Linked DNA regions of Sus scrofa: all the other regions are linked to region 4. A link is a contact called in public HiChIP or PLAC-seq and promoter capture Hi-C data. All regions are on one chromosome and are shown on one strand. The core of a region is the stretch at or near the end of the contact, and the rest is flanking DNA. Distances in the headings are between cores, read along the strand shown. Region 1 holds the start of FRMD8 (FERM domain-containing protein 8). Region 2 holds the start of CDC42EP2 (cdc42 effector protein 2). Region 3 holds the start of TIGD3 (tigger transposable element-derived protein 3). Region 4 holds the start of SPDYC (speedy protein C).

The links. Promoter capture Hi-C pulls out the DNA fragments that hold promoters and counts their contacts. HiChIP or PLAC-seq counts read pairs in DNA pulled down with a chosen protein or histone mark.
Region 1: an H3K27ac HiChIP or PLAC-seq map of alveolar macrophages shows a contact between it and region 4. The contact joins the promoter of FRMD8 here to the promoter of SPDYC in region 4. A contact is called at or near these places in 1 of 5 promoter capture datasets (fetal skeletal muscle), 1 of 47 Hi-C or Micro-C datasets (epiblast stem cells) and 1 of 2 datasets of contacts at active chromatin or transcription factors (alveolar macrophages).
Region 2: a contact with region 4 is called in a promoter capture Hi-C map of liver, with 2.2 times the contacts expected there. The contact joins the promoter of CDC42EP2 here to the promoter of SPDYC in region 4. A contact is called at or near these places in 3 of 5 promoter capture datasets (fetal liver, fetal skeletal muscle and liver), 1 of 47 Hi-C or Micro-C datasets (retroperitoneal adipose tissue) and 2 of 2 datasets of contacts at active chromatin or transcription factors (alveolar macrophages and skeletal muscle).
Region 3: a promoter capture Hi-C map of fetal skeletal muscle shows a contact between it and region 4, with 5 times the contacts expected there. The contact joins the promoter of TIGD3 here to the promoter of SPDYC in region 4. A contact is called at or near these places in 1 of 5 promoter capture datasets (fetal skeletal muscle), 1 of 47 Hi-C or Micro-C datasets (epiblast stem cells) and 1 of 2 datasets of contacts at active chromatin or transcription factors (alveolar macrophages).

What each region holds. Positions count from the first base shown.
Region 1 is chr2:6,842,203-6,845,358 of Sscrofa11.1, reverse strand. It overlaps FRMD8 (FERM domain-containing protein 8), which reads left to right and starts at 1,418. Exons shown (of 10, transcript XM_013994099.2): 1 at 1,418-1,574; 2 at 1,889-1,973. The coding sequence starts at 1,889.
Region 2 is chr2:6,901,990-6,905,383 of Sscrofa11.1, reverse strand. It overlaps CDC42EP2 (cdc42 effector protein 2), which reads left to right and starts at 1,344. Exons shown (of 2, transcript XM_003122538.5): 1 at 1,344-1,913.
Region 3 is chr2:6,866,386-6,869,535 of Sscrofa11.1, reverse strand. TIGD3 (tigger transposable element-derived protein 3) reads left to right here and starts at 1,596. Exons shown (of 2, transcript XM_003480677.4): 1 at 1,596-1,807; 2 at 2,733-3,150. The coding sequence starts at 2,747.
Region 4 is chr2:7,057,825-7,061,197 of Sscrofa11.1, reverse strand. It overlaps SPDYC (speedy protein C), which reads left to right and starts at 1,743. Exons shown (of 8, transcript XM_021082865.1): 1 at 1,743-2,344. SYVN1 (E3 ubiquitin-protein ligase synoviolin) reads right to left here and starts at 1,754. Exons shown (of 16, transcript XM_003122541.4): 1 at 1,640-1,754; 2 at 655-803; 3 at 327-419; 4 at 87-239. The coding sequence starts at 786.

The sequences.
Region 1 (3,156 bases), core at 169-2,668, 220 kb after region 4:
TTTGGTTCTGCTGAGCCACGACGGGACCGTCCCTCATTTTATGTAGCTTTAACCATGCATTTCCTGTGCTTTTTTCTCTCTCCTCTCTCTCTCCACTCCCCAGTGAAACCATAACACGAGCTTCTTGCGGGGAAGGGGCCGTGTCTCACCCAGACCTCCACCCCCTGCCCTAGGCCAGGCCCCACACCCAGTAAGCATCCAACGACACCGAAGTGGGTTCACATTTCAGTCCAGCCAGTTTAGGGAGGCCACCGAGCCACTGCGTCCTGTCCCCGAGCTGAGAACCCAGAGGGATGTGCCTGTTCTCACAGCTCAGGCGAAGAAAGAAATCATGACATAAGGGACCAATGGTCAGGCAGTGTGGGGCCTGGGGGCAGGCAAAGGGCTGTTTCAAACACTGAAGAAATGGACTGGGTTAGGAGCTGGAGCTGCCTTCCAATCCTGGGGGAATCAGTGCCAGTGGAACCCGCTCCCCCCCACCCCCGCCCACCTTCCTCATCCCCAGCCCATTGTTGTCACTTGGGGCAACCTCTGGCTCCTCTGGATCAGGAAGGCGCCTCATGGACCTGTTTTTCCCCCTGAGATCTACACCTCAGGCACACACATGCTGGTCATGCCGGGACATGTTGGTGACATGACCCTGGGGATAAGTAGTTTCACACCTGCCTCTTCAGGGCCCCCACACCTCTCCCAGCCTGGGAATGCCGCAAGGTGTCCCAGGCTGTGTGTCAAGATAGCGAAGGCTCATGTGACTGCTCCCCGGAATCGCAAGTGTGCCTCGCCTGGATTTCTGACACATAATTTGAGGACATGGGAGGCGGTCATTCCCATTTTACAGAAGAGGTAACTGAGGCCAGGAGGGGAAGGGCTTGTCTAGGATGAGTCAGGACAGGGACCCTATCTCCTGACCATCCCTCTCGACCTCAAAGCACTGCAGTACCGGCGGCTGCCTGTATCACCTTTACCCAGCGCCCAGCAGTGTGCGTCCCTGACACACCCCCTCCAAGCACAGTGTGAATTCCTGATACGCCCCCATGAAGCATCTTCCTTCTGCAGGTGAGGGGACCGGCCCAAAGTCACACGCGTGAGCGCCAGAGCTCGCGCCCCGACTGCCTTGACAGTTCGCCACACTGTTACAGGCCAACATTCGTGGGTGGGTGTGTGTGTGTGTGTGTGTGTGTGTGTGTGTGGGTGTGTGTGTGTGTGTGTGTGTGGTGTCACACGCCCCCAGTCACTGGAGTAGGTGGTGGTGCGGTTTCCCAACGCGACCGCCACACCACTGGGGTGTGACCAAAAGCGGGAGCGGGGGGCGTGAACAAGGGGGGGGCGAGAACGCGCGGGGACTAGGCAGGGCGCGTGCGCGGAAGCCCGGGCTCCGATTGGCTCCCGCGGCTCAGGGAGGCGGGGCCGTGAGTACGGCGCTTCCTACGTCTCAGCTTCCGCGTTGCAGCCCTGGGAGCTGGAGCCGGAGCGGGGTCCTGAGTTCCCGCCGGCAGTGAGGCGGGAGCGGCAGTTAGGGACCAGAGTTAGGACAGGAACCTAAGCTGAGGCGGCGGGCACTGAGTCCCTGCGAGGTGAGAGCTCGACAACGCCCTGCACGGGTCCCCGCGCCTGACGGGGGTACGCCGTGCCTTGCCTGGGCACCGCGGCGCACCGAGTTTGACCCTTCTGACCGCCGCGGTCCTGGATTTTCCGTCAGCCCCCACCTCGAGTTGGCTGAGGACCCCCACCCCTCACCCCGCTAATCTGCTCACAGTGCCTCCAGCCCCGGTTGTTCTACCTTCATAGATCAGCTCGGGCCCCCTTCCTTCCTCAGTGGGAACTTGGAGGGACCCAGCACCCCATCCCTGGATCCACCCGTCATTGCTTTTTCTCTTTCTCTCTGCAGATGGACGGGACGGAAGGCAATGCCGGACAGCCCGGCCCCGCTGATCGGTCGCATCGAAGCAGTGTCTCCTCCATGGGAGCCAGAGGTGGGTCTCAGTCCCCCATCTCCTCCCCGCCATACCCCCCTAGACCCCAGCCCTGAAGAAGGGGCCCTGGCTTGTCATCGCTTTCCTTAAAGAGAATCTTACTTATTGATTAATTAATAAGTTATGTTGAGGTGTGGAAAAGTGACGTCAGTCCAAGGACCTGGACTCTTGTCACTAGGCTACCGATCAAACTGGGGACTCTTGAATCTCCATTTCCTCACTTGTTAAAATGTTACATGGCCATGAAATTCAAGTGAAAGCTCGTGGATGAAAAATGACGTGCACTTTCTTTGATAAATAGCCTTTTGAAAGCAGGGATCATTATTTACATTTTATAGGAAGGAAATTGGGCCCTAGAGAGTTTAAGTCACAGGATACTGGAGTCTTCCCTCCTCCAGATTTCCCTGCTTGAAAAGCAGGTCTGAATTTTATGACCTGGGCACTGTGTTAGGATCTCTCAAAAAAGTAGCTGTTAGAGCAAAGCAGACCGGGGATCCAAACGAACACCTTCACCTGTGTGGATGGTAAACTAAACTGTGCTTTTGCCTTTCACAGGCTTCACTTCTTTTGTTTTTTTAATTTATTTTTTATTTTTTTTGTCTTTTTGCCATTTCTTGGGCCACTCTCTCAGCATATGGAGGTTCCCAGGCTGGGGGTCGAATTGGAGCCATAGCCGCCTGCCTACACCACAGCCATAACAACGCAGGATCTGAGCCACATCTGCAACCTACACCACAGCCCATGGCAACATCAGATCCTTAACCCACTGAGCAAGGCCAGGGATCGAACCCACAACCTCATGGTTCCTAGTCGGGTTCATTAACCACTGAGCCACGACAGGAACTCCAGGCTTCACTTCTTTTGATTCACAGCCACTCTGTGAGGGGAGGGGTATTAGCCGTATTTTGCACATGAGGCAACTAACTGACGTGCTGAAGTCAGTCAACTAGCCAGAGGCCAGCTAGGATCTGAACTCTGGGATACTGGCCTCCAAGCACAGTGCTCCTTCATGCTGCCTGCGGGTCCAGCAGTGGAGCTGGAGATGACGGCTCTTGCAGAGGTCTCTCTTGGCTGTCACAAGGAACACTTAGCTTTTTGGGTTGTGCTCCTTCTGACCGGAAAGGCCAACATGTTGAGTCCCGAGGCTTGAAGAGTGCGAAGAAAGCTGAGCCCTGGAACTTGC
Region 2 (3,394 bases), core at 95-2,594, 160 kb after region 4:
CCGAGCCGCGTCTGCAACCTACACCACAGCTCACGGCAACGCCGGATCATTAACGCACTGAGCAAGGGCAGGGACCAAACCCGCAACCTCATGGTTCCTAGTCGGATTCGTTAACCACTGCGCCACAACGGGAACTCCAGGACATCTCTTTTTTTGACTCTCCTGCCTCCCTCTTCTACCTTTAAGGACCATTGTTATTACACTGGGCCCGTTCAGACAGTTCAGGATAATCTCTCTAGTTTAGGAGTTCCTGCCATGGCACAGTGGTTAACGAATCCGACTAGGAACCATGAGGTTGCGGGTTCAATCCCTGGCCTTGCTCAGTGGGTTAGGGATCTGGTGTTGCCATGTGCTGTGGTGTAGGTCACAGATGCGGCTCGGGTCCTACATTGCTGTGGCTCTGGCGTAGGCTGGTGGCTACAGCTCTGATTCAACTCCTAGCCTGGGAACCTCCATGTGCCGTGGGAATCGGCCCTAGAAAAGGGGGAAAAAAAAAACTCTCTAGTTTAGAGCCAGTTGAGGAGTTCCCACTGGGGCACAGTGGTTTAAGGATCTGGCATTGACTATGGCAGCTCCAATTTGACCCCTGGCAGGGAACTTCCATATGCCTAGAGTATGGCCGAAAAAAGTAAATAAAGAAAGTAAAGTCAGTTGATTTGTAACTGTAATTGCATGGGCAACCTCAGTTATTATTTTCTATGTAACAAAACTCTGTATTTACAGGTCCCAGAGACTAGGACCGGGACATCTCTGGGGGGGGGCTATCACTCTGCCTACCTGACTCCCTTTCTCCTGATCTTTTCCTCCCCCCCAACTTGGCTGACCCCCACCCCCACCCCCAGCATCCTTCCTCCTTCAGGATGCCTTCCTGACCCTCTCTCCCTAAGAGCCCCTCCCACACGTACAGGATGTACCATCCTGGTCGCAGTGTACTGTCACAGCTGTCACCCGCTCTTCCTAGCACTTGCTCACCTGGCAGAGTATCACTGTGTACTTGGGGACCGGGGCTTCCTCCATCTCCCTTCATTGGACAGTAGGTCCCAGACCAGAGGGGCTGAATCCCCAGCGACAAGAACAGTGTCTGACACTTAATGGATGCCCCCAAAGTATCTGCTCAATCGCTGAACCGGGCAAGGGCTGAGTTCCCTTCAGCCTGCCTGGGTAGGGCCTGCCTTCCAGTAAATGTTTCTAGTAACGAATGAATGAATAAATGAACCAACCAACCTTCCAGCCAATCAACCAACGTTGTAATGAGTCCAAGTGTGGGTCCCACCCCCGCCCCGGAAGCCATCTAGCCGGTTGACAAATATGGGTGTGGCCAGGCCACTCTGCAGGTCCACCCGCAATGCCCCCTTTTCCAGGGAGGGGCAAAACTCCTGAAAGCTCTTGGAAGTTTGTAATATTTTAACGTGAGTGCCTTCGAGGCCTCATTTATTTCTTTAGGAGTCACTGAAGACACTGTGCGGGCGCCTCCCCGACCCAGCCCTCCAGGGAGGGAACTCGTCCAAGGACGCTCTGTGAATTCTGCAGAATTCAGTCTTCCAGCTGCTGCCCTCCCAGAACCGATAGTTTTAGCTCCGACCCGCACAGCCGGAGTTCGAGGAATCCAGTCCGGGCATCGGACGCAGTCTGGCTCGCAGCCGTCAGAGTTTGGACCGGACGCCCGGGCGGGCGTGGCTGTTGGACCCCAGCGCCGCGCCTCCCAAGTGGGAGCCCAGGCTCGCCCCGGAGTGGGGCGGGGCTGTGGGCGGGACCTGATTGCTGCGGCCCCCGCATTGGCTCCACGGATAGGGGGCGGGGCTTCAGGGGCCACGGTGCGCACTGTAAGTTCACAGCCCTAGTCGGTCCCATCGCCGCACGGTCCAGCTCCGGAGATTTTGCCGCCCACCCGTCCGCCGCCTGCGCGCCTCCAGGTGAGTTCAGGTGGGGACTGTGTAGTCCGACCGCGCTCCTGGAGGGTCACTCGAGAGGCCCATCCTGAGGCGCCCTATCGCAGCTCGCGCCCCAGCCCCCGACTTACCTCCACAAGGTCCTTACCCCAGTGCCTCGGGCTCCAAGGTGTTTCTCACCCGAGCCTCGGTCCTGGCAGCCACGCCCGCGCCCCCCTCGGCCTGCGGGGCGCTGCGCATCCCGAACACGAACTCCTGGATCCGCCCTCCACGCTGCGCCAGAGCCCCCGCCCCACCCCCAGGACCCGGGAATGCCCTCCCGCAGCCCAGCTTGGGGTCGTATTTTTAGCCAATGGTGAGGTGTCCTCCTATCTTTAGCCTTAGCCGCGAGTGTCCTGAAACGAATCCGGGCTGAGCTGGGCTGCGCGGGAGAAAGAGGGCGGGGAGGGGTCGGCTCCGGAACCCGAGCTGGGGCTGAGGAGCCCGACCCGCGGAAGCCAGGGGCGTGGGCCGCATGTCCGAGCTCTGGCCCCGCGCCGAGCGGACACTCGGACATCGCCCAAGCTGGAAAGCACGGGGGAGGCTCCTCCCTGAGTTTGGATACCCGGGCAGCGTCCCTGATCGCTCCTTTTCTCCCCTATTGTCTGGTTGTGAGACTAGGGCGCTCCCAAGAGAAGAAGATCCCGCGGACTATCCGCACCTGGTTAGCGAATGTGCAGCTCCTTGGGAGGGAGCTTGCCGGGAGCGCTAGAAGCGCTGGGGACCCCGGTGCGCAAAGGGTCTCCTCCCGGACGCGGGGCAGTAGAGGGAGCGCGCGCGCGCGCCACCTAGTGGCCACGGACCCGAGAACCGCTCCGCCTAGGGACGCTGGGAGACCTCGTGGCCAGCAGGGGAGACTCAGCGCCGACCGACCCTTCCGCCCAGGGGCTGTTCATTTTCGGTCTTGTTTGGAGCGCTGTCCCCAGAGAACCAAAATACTTGAGGAAGCCCTACAGCTATTTGCTGGATAAATAACGGGGCTGACAGTGACCCGCTAACCCTGTCTGTCGCCCATCGGGGCTCTCTCTCACTTGCAGTATGACAGTAGGGTCCCTGGTGTTGGCTTTATTGTCATCCCATTTCATAGATGAGGAAGGTGAGGCCCGGAGAGGAAGGGTCTTGCCCAAGGTTAGAGCGAGTCCTAGGTAGAGATAGATTCAAGGTCAGTCTCCTGATTTGAAGGTCAGAGGTTGGCTTTATTGGCATCCCTGGTGGGGAGTGGCCTAACATTCTTTGTGAAAGGAGAGGCTCTACCTTCAGGAAGTCATTTTCTCTAAAGGAGGCCCAGGGATCCTTCCAGAACAAGCCCACAAAGCTGGGATGGCTCCCTTCTGCTCCTCCCAAAGCTGCAGGGAGCCACCTGTCCCAACACCCCTCTCACTAAGCCTTGTCCTGACAGAGACCTCATTCCCATTTCTCTGCATGCTAGCAAGTTGAGAGAGGGGGCGGCCAAGAGGTAGGAGTTA
Region 3 (3,150 bases), core at 347-2,846, 190 kb after region 4:
ACCTGCTGAGCCACAACAGGAACTCCTGCAGTTAGATTCTTAACTCCACTGCACGTAGTGGGAACTCCATGGACATTAGTCTTGAAGCATAGCTTTTCCCCCCCAAATTAAATAAAACATTTAACCTCAATATAAGTTGACAGAAAATTGGATAATTTGTTTTAATTTCTTATGTACATTATAGCTGTTACAAAATTTGGGTTAAAATCAACTTTAACCTGTTTATTTCTGTGTTTTAGTTGGTTTGGAGGAAATTCTGGATTTGTATGTGCAAGTGGTGAGACAGATTTATAACAGTTGAGCTTTTTAGTTTCAGAGATACTTAGCATAGGTCCAGAAGCTTGATTAGAAGCTTGATGATTATATAAATATAAAAGAGTTAATGACACAGGAAAACTCTATGCGTCACCATGAGGACACATTAAAGCTTTCTGTATGAATAATGGAGATGAGAGGTACCTCCGCCTTGCTTGCCTGAAATTGGTTCATTTAATTGAAGGCAAGTGTGTGTGAACTCGGCCTATAGTGCAGCCATGCAAACCTTCCTCCAAGTATATTTACGTGCACAAGAGTGAGTTTTTCTTTTCCTGCAAACCAACATTTTAAAGGTATGAATCAGTTATGACAACCCCCCCCCCCCGAAGTATCCTTAGGATTTTCTAGGACAGTCTGAAAGCCACTGTTTTATTGGGAGGCAGTGAGTGGCCTGGGCCCTTGTGTTCAGTAAGTAAGCAGGGTGCTCCAGTTTGGGGACTGCGTTAGGGGCGGGGCACAGCCCCATCATGTCTGCGCGGATGTAGGCCTGGAGTCAAGGTAGTCAAGCAGTGATCCTTGGTGGTTGAATAGTCTAAGGCCAGAAAAGATAGTAAAAGGAAAAAGGTTAAAAATGAGAATGCTGGAGTTCCATTGTGGCACAGTGGAAATGAATCTGACTAGTATCCGTGGGGATTTGGGTTTGATCCTGGCCTCACTCAGTGGGTTAAAGGATCCGGCCTTGCCGTGAGCTGTGGTGTAGGTAGCAGACGCAGCTCAGATCCTACATGGCTGTGGCTGTGGTGTAGGCCGGCAGCTGTAGCTCCAATTCGACCCTTAACCTGGGAACCTCCATATGCCGAAATTACGGCCCTAAAAAGCAAATAAATAAAATAAAATTAGTCTTTATTCGTACAAAATCAGAACTGGCCCCAAGCAAGCAGTTTGTGGTAGTACCCACTTGAGGCCAATACCGTCCATGGTAACATCCTTTGTGTAGCTTAAAACGTGCTTCCATTTTTTCAAAGCCACTGGGTGAGGGGTAATAGACCTGTTTGGTCGATGAGGAAGCTAAAGCTGCCTAGGGTCACAGCCAGGATGACCTTCCAAGTCTGCTCACTGGAGGGAGGCTTGTTTGGCCTCGTCTACCGGGTCCCCTGAGGCTGGCGGCGCTTCCAGGACTCCCGCCCCGTCCGGGCTCCGCCCCCCCAGCCCCTGCAGCTAGAAGCTCAATTCCCCCAACGACCCGCCGCTTCGCGATGCCCAATGAGATTTAGCCGGGGGAGGGACAGAACTGCACCGGAGACCAATCGGATTGGGCCGGGGCGGGGCGGCAGCGGGTGAAGCTGAGCGGTGGGTCCAGGTCTTCTCAGCCGGGAGAGAACCCGGCGCGGGCGGCGCCCACCGGTCCCTGCTGTGCGCGCGCCCGCCGCCCGCGCAGCCCTTCAGTTTGCCCCGCGCGTCCCTACCCTGCTCTCTTGTACCACAGGGACAGGGGCTGGGGAGCCGGGCCGGGGCCGGGGCCGGGGCGGGAGTCGCGGGACGAACACTTGAGGTGGGTGCGGAGAGGGTGGCTGGGAGGCGGGAAGGCCGGGCGGGCCGATGGCTAGGTCCGCCCCGCCGGCAGACCCAGAGTCACCGTGTGGAGAGGTCAGCAGGTTGCAGAACCCGGCTCCCGGCCTGTCTCCATCACAGACGCTCGTCCCCGCGCGGTGGTCCCCCTCCCAGGCCAGGACTCTCCCCTCTGAGGACACCCCGCCCCTCTCGCTGCCCGCGCGGCCTCCTAACCCCTCTTGCCCTTTGTCGCCTGTGCTCCTGTCCTTTCGGCCTTGTGCTCCCGCGCCCCCTCCAGGCCGGACCCCGGCCCAGCCATACCTGCTCAGGACCTGGCACCAAATTAGACTCGCTCCTTCAGCCCCCAGTCTGTCCCTCTTTGTCATCTGTACACCTGTCATCTCAACTCCATTCATCCACTCTACCACCCTGCCCCCCACATCTTCATCTGAATCCAGCCTAGGCCATCATCCCCCTCCCCCTACGGGGATTCCTCCTGCCAGCTCTGATTATCCCCTCCACCTGCCCCATGCAGCCCCAGCCCTGTCCTCCCCATCCATGCTCCTTTGTTGTCTCTGCAGCTGTCCCCTCGGCTCTATTCATCCTTCTCCCCCAAACCTCAGCCCAGACTCCCTTCTTGCTCTGACCAGGGGCCAGCCCTCCCCAGCTAGGTCCTGCATTCCTCCAGATCAGGGCCAGGCCACTGCTCACTCAGCCTGGTGGTTTCTCTTCCTTTCAATCCAGCCCTCTCACCTCCAACCCAGTGTCCCCTCACCCTGTCCCAGCGGATCCAGGCTGCCCTGGTCTCTCCCTACACCAGTCTATCTCCCTGCCTCTAATATCCCCTTTTTCTTACTATGCTCCTCTCCCACCCCGCCTGGCCTCCACCCTCACCGTTTCCTCCTTCCCCCTCTCCCCCGGAACAGGTGCCAGAGTTGCCATGGAGCTGTGCAGCAAGAAGAAGCTTCACGCCCTGTCCCTGGCCGAGAAGATCCAGGTGCTGGAACTCCTGGATGAGTCCAAGATGTCCCAGTCGGAGGTGGCCCGGCGCTTCCAGGTCTCCCAGCCCCAGATCTCACGCATCTGCAAGAATAAGGAGAAGCTGCTGGCGGACTGGTGCAGCGGCACCGCCAACCGGGAGCGCAAGCGCAAGCGGGAGTCCAAGTACAGCGGGATCGACGAGGCTCTACTCTGCTGGTACCACATTGCCCGGGCCAAGGCCTGGGACGTGACAGGGCCCATGCTGCTCCACAAAGCCAAGGAGCTGGCTGACATCATGGGCCAGGATTTTGTGCCCAGCATCGGCTGGCTGGTGCGCTGGAAACGCCGAAACAACGTGGGCTT
Region 4 (3,373 bases), core at 494-2,993:
GAGCTCATCCTGCATCCCCAACCCAGCGCCCACTCCACAAGCCTGCCCCCCAGCCGCTCCAGAAAATCTCCCCCGACCCGACTCACAAAGTCCACACGGTCCTCAGCCAGCCAGTGAAAACACTTGAGGAAGAGGAGGAGAGTGAAGAGGGCAACAAAGCGGGGGCTGAAGTCATCCCGAAAGACAGTGAAGGCCAGACACGTCTCAGTGACGGCATACCAGGAACGTTCCAGAAGGTGCTAGGGGTTGGCAACGAGTGATGTGGAGCTCAGACATTCTGCCTGCCCAGCTCTCTGCCCCTCACCTTGGGGCCAGGAACACCTTACCTCCATCTCTGCTGCCCTCAGCTGTCCAAAGAACACCTTGCCCATCACCTTGCCCAAGAGGAAGACAAGGACGAAGGCCTGGATGTACAGGACCTAGGAGTGAGGAGGAGAGGCTATGGTTTGAGCCGGCTTTCTGCTCCGCGCTGCTTGGGGCTCACCATTCAGGAACCTCTCCACACCCCCCATCACTAATTTATTCAAAGCTCCCCCTGCCTGTGGGCTCCCTCGATTTTTCTCCTACTTACCTGAGCTCGAGCCCCACCCCTGGCTCAAGATGACTCCTCCTTCCCTCCCAGAGAGTTCCTCCCTCCTTGAGCCCTGAACTCACGGCCATGCTGGGGCTGGACTTGGTCAAGTACACCACAGTGGGGTAGAACTGGTGCTTGAGGTAGTAGGCGTGAGCCACCACGGCCCCGGTCAGCGCCAGGCTGGCCGCCATCATCACGGCGGTGCGGAACATTGCCCTGGCCTGGGGACCTGCGTGGGAGAGGAAAGGTAAGGTCACAGCTGTGTGATGCCACCCCGTGCAAACCTAGCCCAGCTCCTGAGACGCAGTGTTAACACACCGGGGAAAGAAAAGCCTCATTCCCCCATCATCGCATCGAGAAGAGCCCATGCTCCCCCATTCCACAAGTGGCAAGACTGAGCCTCAAAGGGGTTAAGCGACCACACTGACGCAAGGCCTGGAGCCCGGGTCAGTCTTGTTTCAAAGCTAGGACTCTTTCCACGCTGCCTGCCAAACCGCCGCCTCTAGGGAAGAATGAGGAAAGGCAGCAGCGTCGGAGGAGGGAACTGCTCCCACTGACCCTAAAGTGACGGTGATGGGGTGGGATGCAAACGCAGAAATCTCCAGAAGCGGGAATGGGCGGCCTGGACCGGGAGAGGCCAAGGCGCTGGGGGGCGCCGCCGGGTAGGCGACAGCGTCGGTGACAGCTCTGCCAGGGTGGGCAGCTCCAACGCGCGCCCGGCGGGAGCGGGCGGGGTACGTCAGCCTGGAACCCTGGCGCCCCCCAACCCCCTGGGGAAGTGTCAACTCGGGGCACCGGAGAAACGGCCGACCGCCAGGATGCAGGGGCGGGACGGAGAGGGACCCGGGTCGACCCCGCGGCCGCGCACCTGTAAGCGCCAGGAGCTGCGAGTGTCGCAGGCGGGGCCCAGCCTCTGCGAGCGCGGCCGCGCGGGCAACTATCTCCAGCTGACAGGCCGAAAGCTGGCGGCGGGGCTGAGGGGGCGCGCCGACCCCGGGGACCTCAAGGGGAAAGGTCCAGGCCCCTACTCCAACCACAACCCGGGTCCGACCCCCGCCCACTCACCAGGAGCCCAGCGCCGCGAGCCCGCTCAGTCCCCGCGACTGCGGAGGCGGCTCCGGTTAACAACACTCCCCACCCCCTGCGAGCCGGAACTTCGGGGGTGAGACACCTCACTTCCGGCGGGGCGGGGCGGGGCGGGGCGTGGACCGTACCAAGTGCCCCGGTCCCTTGTGCGCCCTGCTCATTCTCCCTGGTGCCAAGAGCAGTAGTCCCTCCACCCTTCTGGCGTTCGTGCCCACTGTTCGAGTGAAAGATGCGAGAGGTGGTCTGAGCGGAATTAAGGCAACTTGGAGAGGATTAGAGTCTCCCTATTAGTCACAGATGGTATCGTCTTGGCCGCTGAGTGGACTCAACCTAGCGGCGGACTCCGGCTCTCAAAGCGGCTGGAAGGCGGCCCCCCCACTCCTCCGCGCGTTGTGCGGGCCGTACCATTTGGAGGGGGGAGTATGCAAGGGACAGACATACAGGCCTAAGAGAAATAAGATGTCTTAGATACTCATTCCAGGGGGAGTCACAACAAATTGATAAATTAGATGCTTTCTAAGAGAAATGGGTTCAGGAAAAACGACTTGTATCCTCCTTGATCTCCCCCAGTTGTGTGGGAGTGAGTTGGGTCTCCGTGGCTGCTATAGATTGGTCGAAATGGAGTTACGCGGACCAGTAAGAAGAAGAAAGGAAATCGGTTAACCTATGGGAAGAGAAAAGCAGGTGAGCGGTTGCTAGGGGCGGAAGGTAGCGTTGCCTGGGGTTAGATCTTACTCCTGGGAACAGAGAGTAGCGAAGGCGCAGTCGGTGGGCAGGGGTTCAGGGTCTGCCAGACGGAGACAGTTGCTGCACCACGAAAGGGAGAGGTTCCTGGGACCGAGGCGAAAACATCTTTAATTCTGGCTAATCTTGGGATGGGAATGTTCTTTGCAAAGGGATTGACTTCCATGCGGCGTGCTTTGCGATCCTTTCAATCCTGGCCGGTAGCCACAGCTTCCCCAGACTTGGGCTGTGCTCATAGTCTGTGTCTTCTTCAGCCAACCCAGTCGGCTCGTTGACAGAATGGAGCTAATGCACCGCCCACTTTGTGCCTGGAGTTTTCCTCCGTCGTCTCATTTAATCATCAATCATAAGTTTATGAACTAGGTGGTGCTGTCCTCATTTTATACGTGAGACAACGGAGGTTCAGACATTTAAGAAGTACCAGGATTGGCAACGGGTCTGTCTGATTCTAAATTCCCTAACTGGGAGTTGCCGCAGTGGCTCAGGGGAAACGAATCTGACTAGTATCCAGGAGGACGGAGGTTGGATCCCTGACCTCGATCAGTGGGTTAAAGATCATCTGGCGTTGCCCGTGAGCTGGGGTGTAGGTCACAGACGCCGCTGTGGCGCAGGCGCAGGCCGGCAGCTACAGCGCCAACTGGACCCCTAGCCTGGGAACCTCCATATGCTGAAGAAGCAGCCTTAAAAAAAAAAAAAAAAGAAAAAATCCAGAGCTGTTGGATTCTGCTGCTACTATCACCTGTTGACCTGAACTGGCCTGACCAGTTTAGCTTGTAACCTGCCACTGAGTTTGGCTACCCCGTATAGCCATCTGTGACTTTCTAGTGACTACATCTAGGGGCCAACGTTCAGTTTTTGCCTGTCTCAACCTCTCTCTCCCTCTTAAAAGTCTTCTCCCTGAGCTTCTGTTCCCTCCAGCATGCTTCTGCTTTCCCTTCCTTTTATTGAAATGTTGTCCACACTGGCCCC